Regions from separate parts of the Mus musculus genome. Here region 2 is linked to region 1. Evidence: chromatin contacts called from public HiChIP or PLAC-seq data. All regions are on one chromosome and are shown on one strand. Each heading gives the region's core, a stretch centred on a gene start, on an enhancer-like site or on the middle of the called end of the contact. The rest is flanking DNA. Distances are from core to core; before and after follow the strand shown.

Region 1 (5,427 bases), core at 765-3,264:
TGGAACTTGAGAATATCATCCTGAGTGAGGTAGTCCAGTTCCATCCCAGGAGATGCATGGTATGTACTCATTATAAGTGGATATTAGCCATAAAATGCAGGTACCTAGTTATACTCCACAGATCCAAAGAAACTAAACAAGAAGGAAAGCCCAAGCAAGGAAGCTTGAACCTCACTTATAAGGGGGAATAAAATAGTCATAAGAGGCAGATGGGGGGAAGGAACTGGTAGGAAAAGGGGATGGTGGAGGGGCTCAGGATCAGGTGTGGGGAAGCACAGAAGAGATGGCTAGATGGCTAGAAAAATGAATGGAAATCTGCAACTGATGGGGGTGAGGAGGTCAGGGCCATCTCCAGGATGAGACAGAGACCTGGGATAAGGGAGACGCTGAAGAATCATAACTGTGATTCACTACATTGGGGATATGAAACCTGAAGAGGCCACCTCCTATAGCCATGTAGGAACTCCAAAGGAAAAATAGAGACATCAGCCCCACAAAACTTTCAACCCAAAATCTATATTGTCTACAAGAAATATAGAGATTGGAGATAGAATAGAGGCTGAGGGAATGGCCAATCAATAACTGGCCCAACTTGAGACCCATACCATGGACAAGCACCAATCCCTAACACTATTAATGATACTCTATTATGCTTGCAGACGAGCATGTTGTCCTCTGAGAGGCTGACTTACCCAGCAGCTGACTCAGATAGACATAGATACCCACAGCCAAACAGTGGATGGAGCTTGGGGACTCTTAGGGTAGAATAGGAGAAAGGATTGTGGGGTTCCGAAGGGGATAGGAACTCCACAGCAAGATCAATGGAGCAAATAACTTGGACCCTTGGGACTCTCAGAGTCTGAACCACCAACCAAAGAACATACATGGGCTGGACCTAGGCCTCCTTGCACATATTTAGCAGATGTCAGCTTGGTCTTCATGTGGGTCCCAAACAACTACACTGGGGGCTATCTCTAAAGCTGTTGCCTGTATATGGGATATGTTGTTCTAGCTGGGCTGACTTGTCTGGCCTCAATGGGAGAGGAAGCACCTAGTCTTACAGAGTTGAAGTGCCAGAGTGGAGGGATACCAAGGGGAGTCCTACCCATTCAGAGGAGAAGGGGAGGGGGGAAGGATTGTGGGAGGGGGTAACTAGGAAGGATGCAGTGAGCAGGATGTAAAGTGAATAAGTAAAAAGTTAAAATTAAAAAACAAAAACAAAAACACTGTAGTGATTCAAAACCTTCCACTTTCAATCAAAGTATATGAAAACCTGAGGTCACATCTTGCAAGATCGTATTCTTGAAGAGACATTGCTTTAGTAGCTCAGACAGAAACCTTGGCTCTTCTCCTCTTAACACTCCATTCTTTATCTGAGCATTGTTTTAAAGTTTTTGTTTCTTAGAAGCTGGTGCCACTTCAAGCTCAGGGTCAAAACATGCTACAGGGCAGTGTACCTGTAGTGCCTGCAAGTAATAATAACTGGTCAGAAACACCGAAACTGGGAAAATGCCCTTAAACATTCCCCTGGCAGTCTGAGCTCTGACCCTAAAAGACCCTTGGCTATCCTCATCCCCTCCTAGTTTTTTATTTTAATATCAGGTAGGTCTCTACATGTGGCACCAATAGACAGAAAAGTCAATGTATGATAAGTGTTACATTGGGTTAAACCATTACACTGTGAGAAGACTTTTCAAATCACTCTTAGATTTCAGACTCTGGGAGTTTTGCCTGAACACCCACTGAAATTTTACAACAACTTCCTACCTATTTAAAACATTTTCTTTTCAGGTTCCAACACCCACTGAGCATTAGGCAAAAGGCAGGATCCATTTCCCCTTACTCAGCATTGTCCCTCCTCAGTCACAGGCACACAGGCTACAGCCCTAGGGATTCCTTCCTGTGAACAGACTTTCACAAAGACTGCTCTCATAGCTGTTTCTCTCTGTCCCTAGAAGTCCCCTGGTTGAGTCTCTTGGCTGGAACCTGAGCTACGGCAAAGAATAGTGACACAAAAGAGCTACTGTGTTAGCTGTAAGTCAGTAGGAGGCAGTGAGGCCTAAGGCTGACTCACAAAGTGCATCTATCTGCCTGGTTTTCTTGGGCCTGAGTGGGCAGAGCTTCCTGGGTTGCCATGGGTGGAGCTCCCTGGGTGCCATGGGCCTCATTCCACTGACCTGTGTCCTAACATTGAGGCATGGCTTCAAAGTCTGCCTACTGCCTCAGCTTGTATTTCTATTTGCCTTGCCTTCTTCCTACCAATGTAAAGGCTGCAAGGCCATGCACTAGACACTGTAGCCTAATCCACAACAGTTCTTGAGTCAGTGTGATCAGAGCAGGATTGGTCCATAGCTTACCTTGAGATTGAAGATATTAGAGGTATTGGTTACTGGCCATTTCCAATAATTAGTGTATTGGACAAGCTCCTTTCTGTCCTGTACAACATTTCATAAGGCATAGTTTAAGCCAGATTAAGGTCCATTGGCTGGGCAGAAGTTAGGGGGCAAGGCCAATGGAGCAAGTCTAAGGTCTAAGTAAAACTCAAGAATGAGTGAGGGTCACAGAATCTGACCTAGGTTATAGCCAGTAACCAATGCCTCTAATATCTTCAATATTGCTGTGATAAAACACTAAGCAAAAACAATTTGGGGAGGAAAGGCTTTACTTCAGCATTGATGTTACAATCAGTTGTCTAGAAAAGTTAGGGAAGGGCAGAAAGCAATAACTTGGAGGCAGGAACTGAAGCCAAGACCATGGAGGAATGCTGCTTACTGGCTTGTTCTCCATGGCTTACCCAACTTGCATTCTTATACAAGTGAGGATCACCTGCCCAGGGATTATCATGCAGAAAAATAAGGCAGGCTGGGGATATTTTTGAGCCTGGCAAGATTAGGAGTGAGCCACAGGCTAGTGTTTCCTGAGACCTGAACTGACCTGCACTGTCATCACAGGTCACTTGTAGACACTGGGCACATCTGAATGAAGACATGCTTAAATGTAAATACATACCAATTTGTGAGGGCGTCATACCAAATATAGAAAGAACAAAAAATATCTCATAAGATTTTATGCTGATTACATGTTGAAAGCATAATAAGTTAAATACATTGGGCTTAGTAAAATATTAGTAAATTCATTTTACTATTTTCCATTTCACTTTCAAATGTGTCTACTAGATACTTTCAAATGGCATAATTTAATCACATTGTAATTCGGTGTGACAGTGTTGCTCTGGGCCATTTGTTTGCCTGAATACCCCACTTCCTCCCATCTTGGTCCCCTAGTTCTGCACAATACTGTACTTAGAATACAGTGAACTCAAACAATCAAATGTTATCAGACTGGAAAAGTGAGAAAACAAAGAACAAGATGATCTTACTCATAAACTTAGATTGGACAATAATGTTGAGAAATCTTCCAAAATGGAAAGAAGAGTAACTACATGATTGGGTGTGCAGGAACTAAAAGTCAAGTTACCAAGGATGCTTACCGTCAAGAAATGGGGATAAAAGAAGGGAAGGAAGCTGTGTAAGCTTTTGGTCCCTACAGGCCCAAAAGTTAGATCTTGTCTACCATCATGGCAATTTGATAGGTAATGTCTAAAACTGCAAAATGGAGGAAGGTCTGTTTCCTGCTGCCCTTCGGATATTTGGCCTTGAAGTATGTTGGAAAGAAGAAGATGTTGGGGAGGAACAGTGCAGGTTCTTGGAGAGAAGTGGCATAGTCAGCCCACAATGCAGATGCCTAATCCTATTCACATTGCACAGTAGGTGATTCAGTATTAAAGGCATAACATGAAAAGTAAATGGTAGATAATGCTGTAAAACTGTATGTTGATGAATTTGAGATGAAAAGTATTTTATATTTCACAGGAAGCATTAAGCATGGAGGAGGAAACAAGGGCAAAGGTGACCTCATTAGAGACAAGAAGTACCATTCCTCCAACCAGGATGCAGAGGCAAACTTTGCTGTGCTCTGGTGTCCTGGCTACTTAAGAAGATGGCTTGAGCCAGGTGTTCGAATCGAGCCTTAGCAACATAGCAACACTCGGTTTCAGAAACAAACAGGAAATCAGCAGAAACTAAAAAGATGGGGTAAGAACTGAAAAAAAAAAAAAAAAGCTTTTAATATATTTTACTAGTAAGGGCTTTAAAAGAGAATCCAATATGCTTAATGTGCAAATAAGCAAAAGGATATGTATAGCCAAGATAACATAAATGGCCACATGAAAGAATCAGAAAACACAAAAAATGAAGTTAAATAAAGTTTCCACCTTTTAATTACACAGCAATCATAATGTATAATACTGGGGTTCACTGTGTATGGTTATTGGGAATATGCTTTGTTTATTTGAGGGAGCAGATCCAGTGCCTTGCACATTCCAATTAAGAATTCTAACACTGGGCCAGCACCCTCCCCCCACCCCCCGGAGCTCCTGGAGACTGGACCACCAACCAAAGAGTACACATGGAGGGACCCATGGCTCTGGTCGCATATATGGCAGAACAATACCGCATATGTTGTTGAAAATCAGTGGAAGGAGAGGCCCTTGGGCTCGAGGGTGCGCAATGCCCCAGTGTAGGGGAATGCCAAGGCAGGAAGATGGGAGTGGGTGGGTAGGTGTGGAAGCACCTTCATAGAGGCAGGGAAGGGGGATGGGATAGGGGGTTTCTGACGGGGAGACCTGGAAAGGGGAAAACATTGAAATATAAATAAAGAAAATATACAATTAAAAAAAAAAGAATTCTAACACTGAACTAAGTCTCCAAGTCAAGAATAGAAATTGATGCAACTTCTTTCAGGAACTAATGGAAAATATCTATTACAATTTTTATTATTTTATATGATATTGATAGGTTGCCAGTATCTAAGTCTGTGCACCTTGTGTGTGTCTGGCATCTATGGAGGCCAGAGGGACACTGGATCCCATAGAACTGGAATTACAGATAGTTGTAAGCTGCTAGGTGGGTGCTGGAAATCAAATCCAACTCCTCTGGAAGAGTCCCAGTTGAACAAACAATATTATAATAGAGCTAAAAAAATTCTACTGCTAAACACACCAGAAAATTCTATACATAGAAAGATGATGGATAGGTAGATAGTAGGTAGATAGATGATGGATAGATGATAGATTGATTGATTGATAGATAGATAGATAGATAGAAGGTAGATAAATGATAATAGATGATAGATAGATAGATAGATAGATAGATAGATAGATAGATAGATAGATAGATAGATAGACAGACAGACAGACAGGCTGATAGATGTATATACGTATCCACAATAATATCTGACCTCTGTATCCCTAGGTTCCCACCATAGATTAAAAAGTAACTGAAAAAGAACCTGTTTGTACTAAACATGTACACATTATTCCCTAAACCAAACAACATAAGAACTATTTGTAAATCACTTACATTACAT
Region 2 (5,427 bases), core at 1,821-4,320, 150 kb after region 1:
TATGGGCATCTCTTTCTTTAGGTTAGGGAAGTTTTCTTCTATAATTTTGTTGAAGATATTTACTGGCCCTTTAAGTTGGGAATCTTCACTCTCTTGTATACCTACTATCCTTAGGTTTGGTCTTCTCATTGTGTCCAGGATTTCCTGGATGTTTTGAGTTAGGAGCTTTTTGCATTTTGCATTTTCTTTGATTGTTGTGTCAATGTTTTCTATGGTATCTTCTGCACCTGAGATTCTCTCTTTTGTCTCTAGTATTCTTGTGTCTGTGACTCCTGATCTCTTTCCTAGGTTTTCTAACTCCAGAGTTGTCTCCCTTTGTGATTTGTTTATTGTTTCTAGTTCCATATTTAGGTCCTGAAAGGTTTTGTTTAATTCTTTCACCCGTTTGGTTGTGTTTTCTTGTAATTCTTTAAGGGATTTTTGTGTTTCCTCTTTAAGGGCTTCTAGTTGTTTACCTGTGTTCTCCAGTATTTCTTTAAGGGAGTTATTTATGATCTTTTTTTTTTTTTTTTTTTTTTGGTTTTTTGAGACAAGCTTTCTCTGTGTAGCCCTGGCTATCCTGGAACTCACTCTGTAGACCAGGTTGGCCTCGAACTCAGAAATCCGCCTGCCTCTGCCTCCTGCGTGCTGGGATTAAAGGCGTGCACCACCACGCCCGGCTCTATTTATGTTCTTCTTAAAGTCCTCTATAATCATTATGAGATGTGATTTTAAATCAGAGTCTAGCTATTCTAGTGTGTTAGGGTATCCAGGCTCCCTGTGGTGCGAGAAGTGGTTTCTGATGATGCTAAGTAGCCTTGGTTTCTGTTGCTTATGTTCTTGCCCGTGCCTCTCACCATCTGGTTATCTCTGGTGTTAACTGGCACCTTGCTATCTCTGATTGTGGCTTGTCTCTCCTGCAAGCCTGTGTGTCAGTACTCTTGGGAGACCAGTTCTCTCCAGGAGGAAGTTGGGTATGGAGAACTGTGGCACAGGGTCATCAACAAGTTGCCTTTCAGAATGCTGGAAGGACAGGGTGCAGACAGAAACTGGAAGGATCCTGTCCCTGGCCATTCCTTGGTTCTTGTGTTCTGATGGCTCGGGGGGGGGGGGTCCCTTTTGGGCCAGGAATTTGAGCAGAAGTGGTGGTCTTACCTATGCTCACAGGCGTGTCCACACTCCTTTAAAAGCATTTTGAAGGATGCATTTTATTTTTATGTTATATGTATATTCATGTGCACCCATGCATGTGTACTACATACTTATCTGGTGCCCATGAACACCAAAAGAGGGCACGAGATCCCCTGGAACTGAAGTTACAGGTGGTTATGAGATGCTCTGTAGGTGCTGGAACAGAACTAGGGTTCCCTGCAAAAGAACAAGTAGTTTAACCTCAGAGCCAACTCTCTTTAGCCCCCTCCTTAAGCATTGTAAAGCAAACCTCTTACATTGCATCATTTTAACCATAAATCTTTCAGGCTGCTGTTGAAAGGGTGGAGGGCTTTAAAAGGGCACCCAGTTCCATTTCCTACACCTACAAAACGGCAATCCTGTAATGGAGCCTATTCCACTGTAACAGCTCTCTCGCCATCTCTTATGATGTGGTATTGGATCAAAGTTGTGTTAGATTGTCTCTCTGTCCTACATGGTGTGTCCTACAGAGCTTCCTTATAGAGTGCTTGGCTGATGGCACCCCAGAGGGTAAGGTCACTTCCCCTGCTCCTCTGTCACCAAATTATCTGTGAACCAGTAGTTAAGGCAGATGTCACTGCAGCATTCTAAAAGACAACTCATTGGGCAGCATTTGAAAAGCCCTGATGACAATGACACTAGGGTTGAATTGGCATCGTTCCGGAATGATAGCTCCTGAGAGTCTAGCCTGGGCACGAAGGAGATAAAGACCACAGGTGGCAAGGTGCTGAGCACAGGACACGGAGGCCAGAGTCTAGGTGGTAACACTACCAACATTTTTGTGTGCTCACAGCATAGGAGGCTCTCCACATTGACTTCTTACCTCAGCTCAGCAGATGCTGCAGCCTCCACTTTAGAGACCCACACATAGACAGACAAGTGAGTTCTCTAAATATTTGTGCAGAATGCAGAGAAATACTAAACCCTGTTCCTTTCCACTGTGCTCAGTCTTCAAGGGAGAAAAGGTTCTCACCACCAAGGCCAAGGGAAGGGCAAGAGGACAGGAAAGCTTCTGTAGTGGAGTTGCTCCCTGTGCCGTCTGAGACACGCTTCAGCATCCCCGAGAGTCGTTAAATAAAGTTCAGATTGCTATGTCTTACCCAACACCCGATGGATCACAGGTGACCAGCAGTATGCACTAGCAAGCTCCGAACTCTCATATACCTGTGACTCCCAAATCAGTATTTACATCCCTCCCAGGTTCACCTTTCCCTTCTTTTCCTTTGATGGCTAAACTCTGATTTTCTCCTGCCTGCTGGAGAAACCCTTCTACATGAGAAGGCCTCTCCCTGAGTGGCCAGACACTAAGCAGCTCTCCTTGATTTAAAACTGAGAATCTTTGTGAAGGAACTGAGCTCAGCTCAGACTGGGAAAAAGGCTCCAAAGCCAAGTTTCCATTCATCAATTGAAAACAGTTTTTGTCTTTCTCTACCAAACCTGCCGCTGGGAATGGAACCCAGAGTCCAGCATAGTGGTCAGGAAAACCCCCGGTTGGTCTTCTCTTTTGTTGAGCACACTGTTTTATGACCTCTCTTAGTGGTCAAGTGTGCTACTGAGAAAATGAGTGTCTTCTGCCTTCTTTCCAATTGCTCAACTGTCCCAGAATGAGAGTGTGCACAGTGGACACAGCATGTTCACTAAAAACTTTGCAAAAACACTTTTGCACTGCAGCGGTTTGAGTTGACATGTTTTTCCTGGATTGCAGTTCTGAACCCAGAATCTTTCAAAATATCATAAAAAGAGACCCTGCAGGAGCCAACCTTAACTACAGTTCAGGAATTAAGAACATTCCAAAGGCTACTTTAAAAGGCAAGGCCTGAGCCTGACGCCAAGGGCCTGGGTTGCTAGGGGAGGGTTGTGCTGCAGAGGAACGGCTCAGGGGGGCGTGCGGAAAAGAGGAGTGAGCCAACATTCTCTGTCCAGGCTGGTTGGGCTGTGCCTGGCATCAGTCTTGCCCTCTCCCCTTTGGCCACGCGGCCCTTCTCAGCGATTTGCAGCAGACCCGCAGGGCAGTGTGCCTCGGTGGCATTGAACTGAAGCTTGGCTCTCGGCCTGGCCTGCTGGCTAGTTGCCCACCCTGTGGGTCCCGCCCAGAGCAAGGATACTGGAGCTTTCGCCTGCCTCACTGAGCCTGGGTCTCCACTCCAGTCATCCCTCCAGCTACTTTGCAGCACTCTGTCGCCATGAGCACCTCGTCTGCGCGGCCTGCAGTCCTGGCCCTTGCCGGGCTGGCTCTGCTCCTTCTGCTGTGCCTGGGTCCAGGTAAGTGGAGGATACCTGGCGGAGAGTGCTGAGGGTGCTGGGGAAGGAGATTGGAAATGGGGTGCTTCATGCCTGAATATGATCCTGCTCTTAACCTGTACTAAACCAAGAAGACAATGGAACCGGGTCTAGTATTTTACACTCATGTAAGTCCCAATGAGTGCACTTGGGCAGGCAGTGAGGGACTCAGATTCAAAGAGAGCATAGTAGACTGAGGGGCAACCTTGGGCAAATGAAGTAAGGATCTGAAAGAACCACAAGAAGTGCTAAATCAGGGATGGTGGAGGCTTGAAGGGAGTATCATTCTGAGGCAGGACACACTGCTGTCTTTCTCCAATTCTTCCAATTTCTTCCAAATTTCTTCCAAATTCTTCCAATTTCTTCCAGGCAGTTTGGGGCAACAGAGCTGACTAAGAGCGTTCAGGCTGCAAAGCTGAGCAATGTTTAACTTTTTCTATTATATTCAGCGGAATTATTAGCTATTGTATTTCTACTAGCTATTATATTTAAACATTAAATATATCTACATATTAGCAAATATATATCTACTATATTTAGCTGAATTAACTGAAAATCCCCAGGTCTCTCTACATTAAAAGCACTTAAGCAGTACACCGTAAATACTATACCCAGAGCTCCACAGACTCTACCTTCTGAACCTGGAAAGTTCTTCTTTTGTGTGACCCTTTAGAGGTCACAAGTGAGTTCCTGTGCATAGGAACGCCTTTGAGGTTTATAACTCTGGGAGGCAGTAGGGTGACCCTAGGTTTACTGCCAAGAGAACAGTAGCTGGAAGACACCAAACTATTTACCTATCACCTGAGACTGGTGTTTGTCCCAGTGCGAAGGGGTGGCCATTGCCAGATGTAAATAGAAGACGCACTCAGTTTCTCTGTGTTTCATTTTTGCTTTCTCAGAGCAGGCATGGTAAACCTAACTCCAGAATGAGGGGAGGCAGGGTCACAGCATGAGAGACCATGAAAATAAAGGGGAGGTTGTTCTTATTGGAAGGGTGACTGGTGCAAATGACATCAGTACCCTCTTGTGAGCTAGCTTCGTGAACATGGCGTTAGGCCATTCATTTTCAACACTCATATTTTACGAGTTAATGCCAAGAAGTGAGGGAGTGGAATCCGTCACAGTATCAGCATCACTGAACTGAAATGTGAACTTTATCATGAAAGATAAAAATGCATTGAGTCTCAAAGATGACCTTTTCCTCGCCCCCTTTTATTTTATGTGTATTGGTGTTTGGCCTACACGTGTGTCTGTGTACTTCATGCATGTAGTACCTGCAGAGGCCAGAAGAAGGTGCTGTCACTCCGGTACTGAAGTGACAGAAGGTAGATGTGGAAATCAAACCAGGGTCCCCTGGAGGAGCACCCAATGCTCTTAGCAGAAGAGCCACCGTGGTCTCCATGCCCCAAACATGACTCTTCATGGCATCCAAGCACATTTCATGAAGAGAAGGATCACAGCTCCCTCTTGATTTGCCTGTTGTGGGTTTTCATCTTCAGAGTGAGACATCTTGAGACTCTGAATGTGTCCAGTCCCCTGTGTATTCTAATTCCAGGTAACCAGATTTGCTACATATGTGACTGCTTTTCATCACAGCCTGGACAGGACAGCTGGGGATGTTGGAGTAAGGGGGCTACAGTTCTTCTTTTGTTCTTTCCTCCTTTCCCCAAGCAGATTTAGTGTGATGTCCAATTGTATGTACTAATATACAGCTGAATGTACAGGGTTGGCATAGCAGCAGCATTCATAATTCATGGCTTGGAGCCTCTGCAAGCCTTTCAGTTGCACAGCTAAGATTTGCTGTGGTGGAGCTTTCATTCCTGAAGTACTCATGACTCACATTTGCAAGAAATTTCAGGCTTGCAGGAATAGCCTGAATCTCATGTCTCTTTCAGCATCAGACCACATTTCATTCATTAACCGTTAAGCACATCTACAGAAGGCAAACAGATGGAGGGCAGTGCTTAATTCTGTGTG

Evidence for each region. HiChIP or PLAC-seq counts read pairs in DNA pulled down with a chosen protein or histone mark.
Region 2: a contact with region 1 is called in an H3K4me3 HiChIP or PLAC-seq map of neural progenitor cells, with 6 times the contacts expected there. The contact joins the promoter of Ecrg4 here to the enhancer-like site in region 1. A contact is called at or near these places in 9 of 39 promoter capture datasets (the 3T3-L1 cell line, the C10 cell line, cranial neural crest and 5 more), 1 of 15 datasets of contacts at CTCF or cohesin (large pre-B cells), 7 of 484 Hi-C or Micro-C datasets (cerebellum, cerebral cortex, embryonic stem cells and 1 more), 3 of 115 datasets of contacts at active chromatin or transcription factors (embryonic stem cells, neural progenitor cells and stem cell-derived neural progenitor cells) and 2 of 9 other capture datasets (adipose tissue and pancreatic islet).

What each region holds. Positions count from the first base shown.
Region 1 is chr1:43,581,842-43,587,268 of GRCm38.p6, forward strand. No RefSeq gene overlaps it. Among named protein-coding and RNA genes, the nearest start is that of Gm38628, 96 kb to the right of the region's middle. Within about 2 kb of position 2,015, at least 22 of the 459 cell types and tissues checked have an H3K27ac peak or open chromatin away from gene starts, as enhancers often do. A contact at or near this core is called in neural progenitor cells and neural stem cells, where this site is marked.
Region 2 is chr1:43,727,532-43,732,958 of GRCm38.p6, forward strand. Ecrg4 (ECRG4 augurin precursor) reads left to right here and starts at 3,071. Exons shown (of 4, transcript NM_024283.3): 1 at 3,071-3,432. The coding sequence starts at 3,354.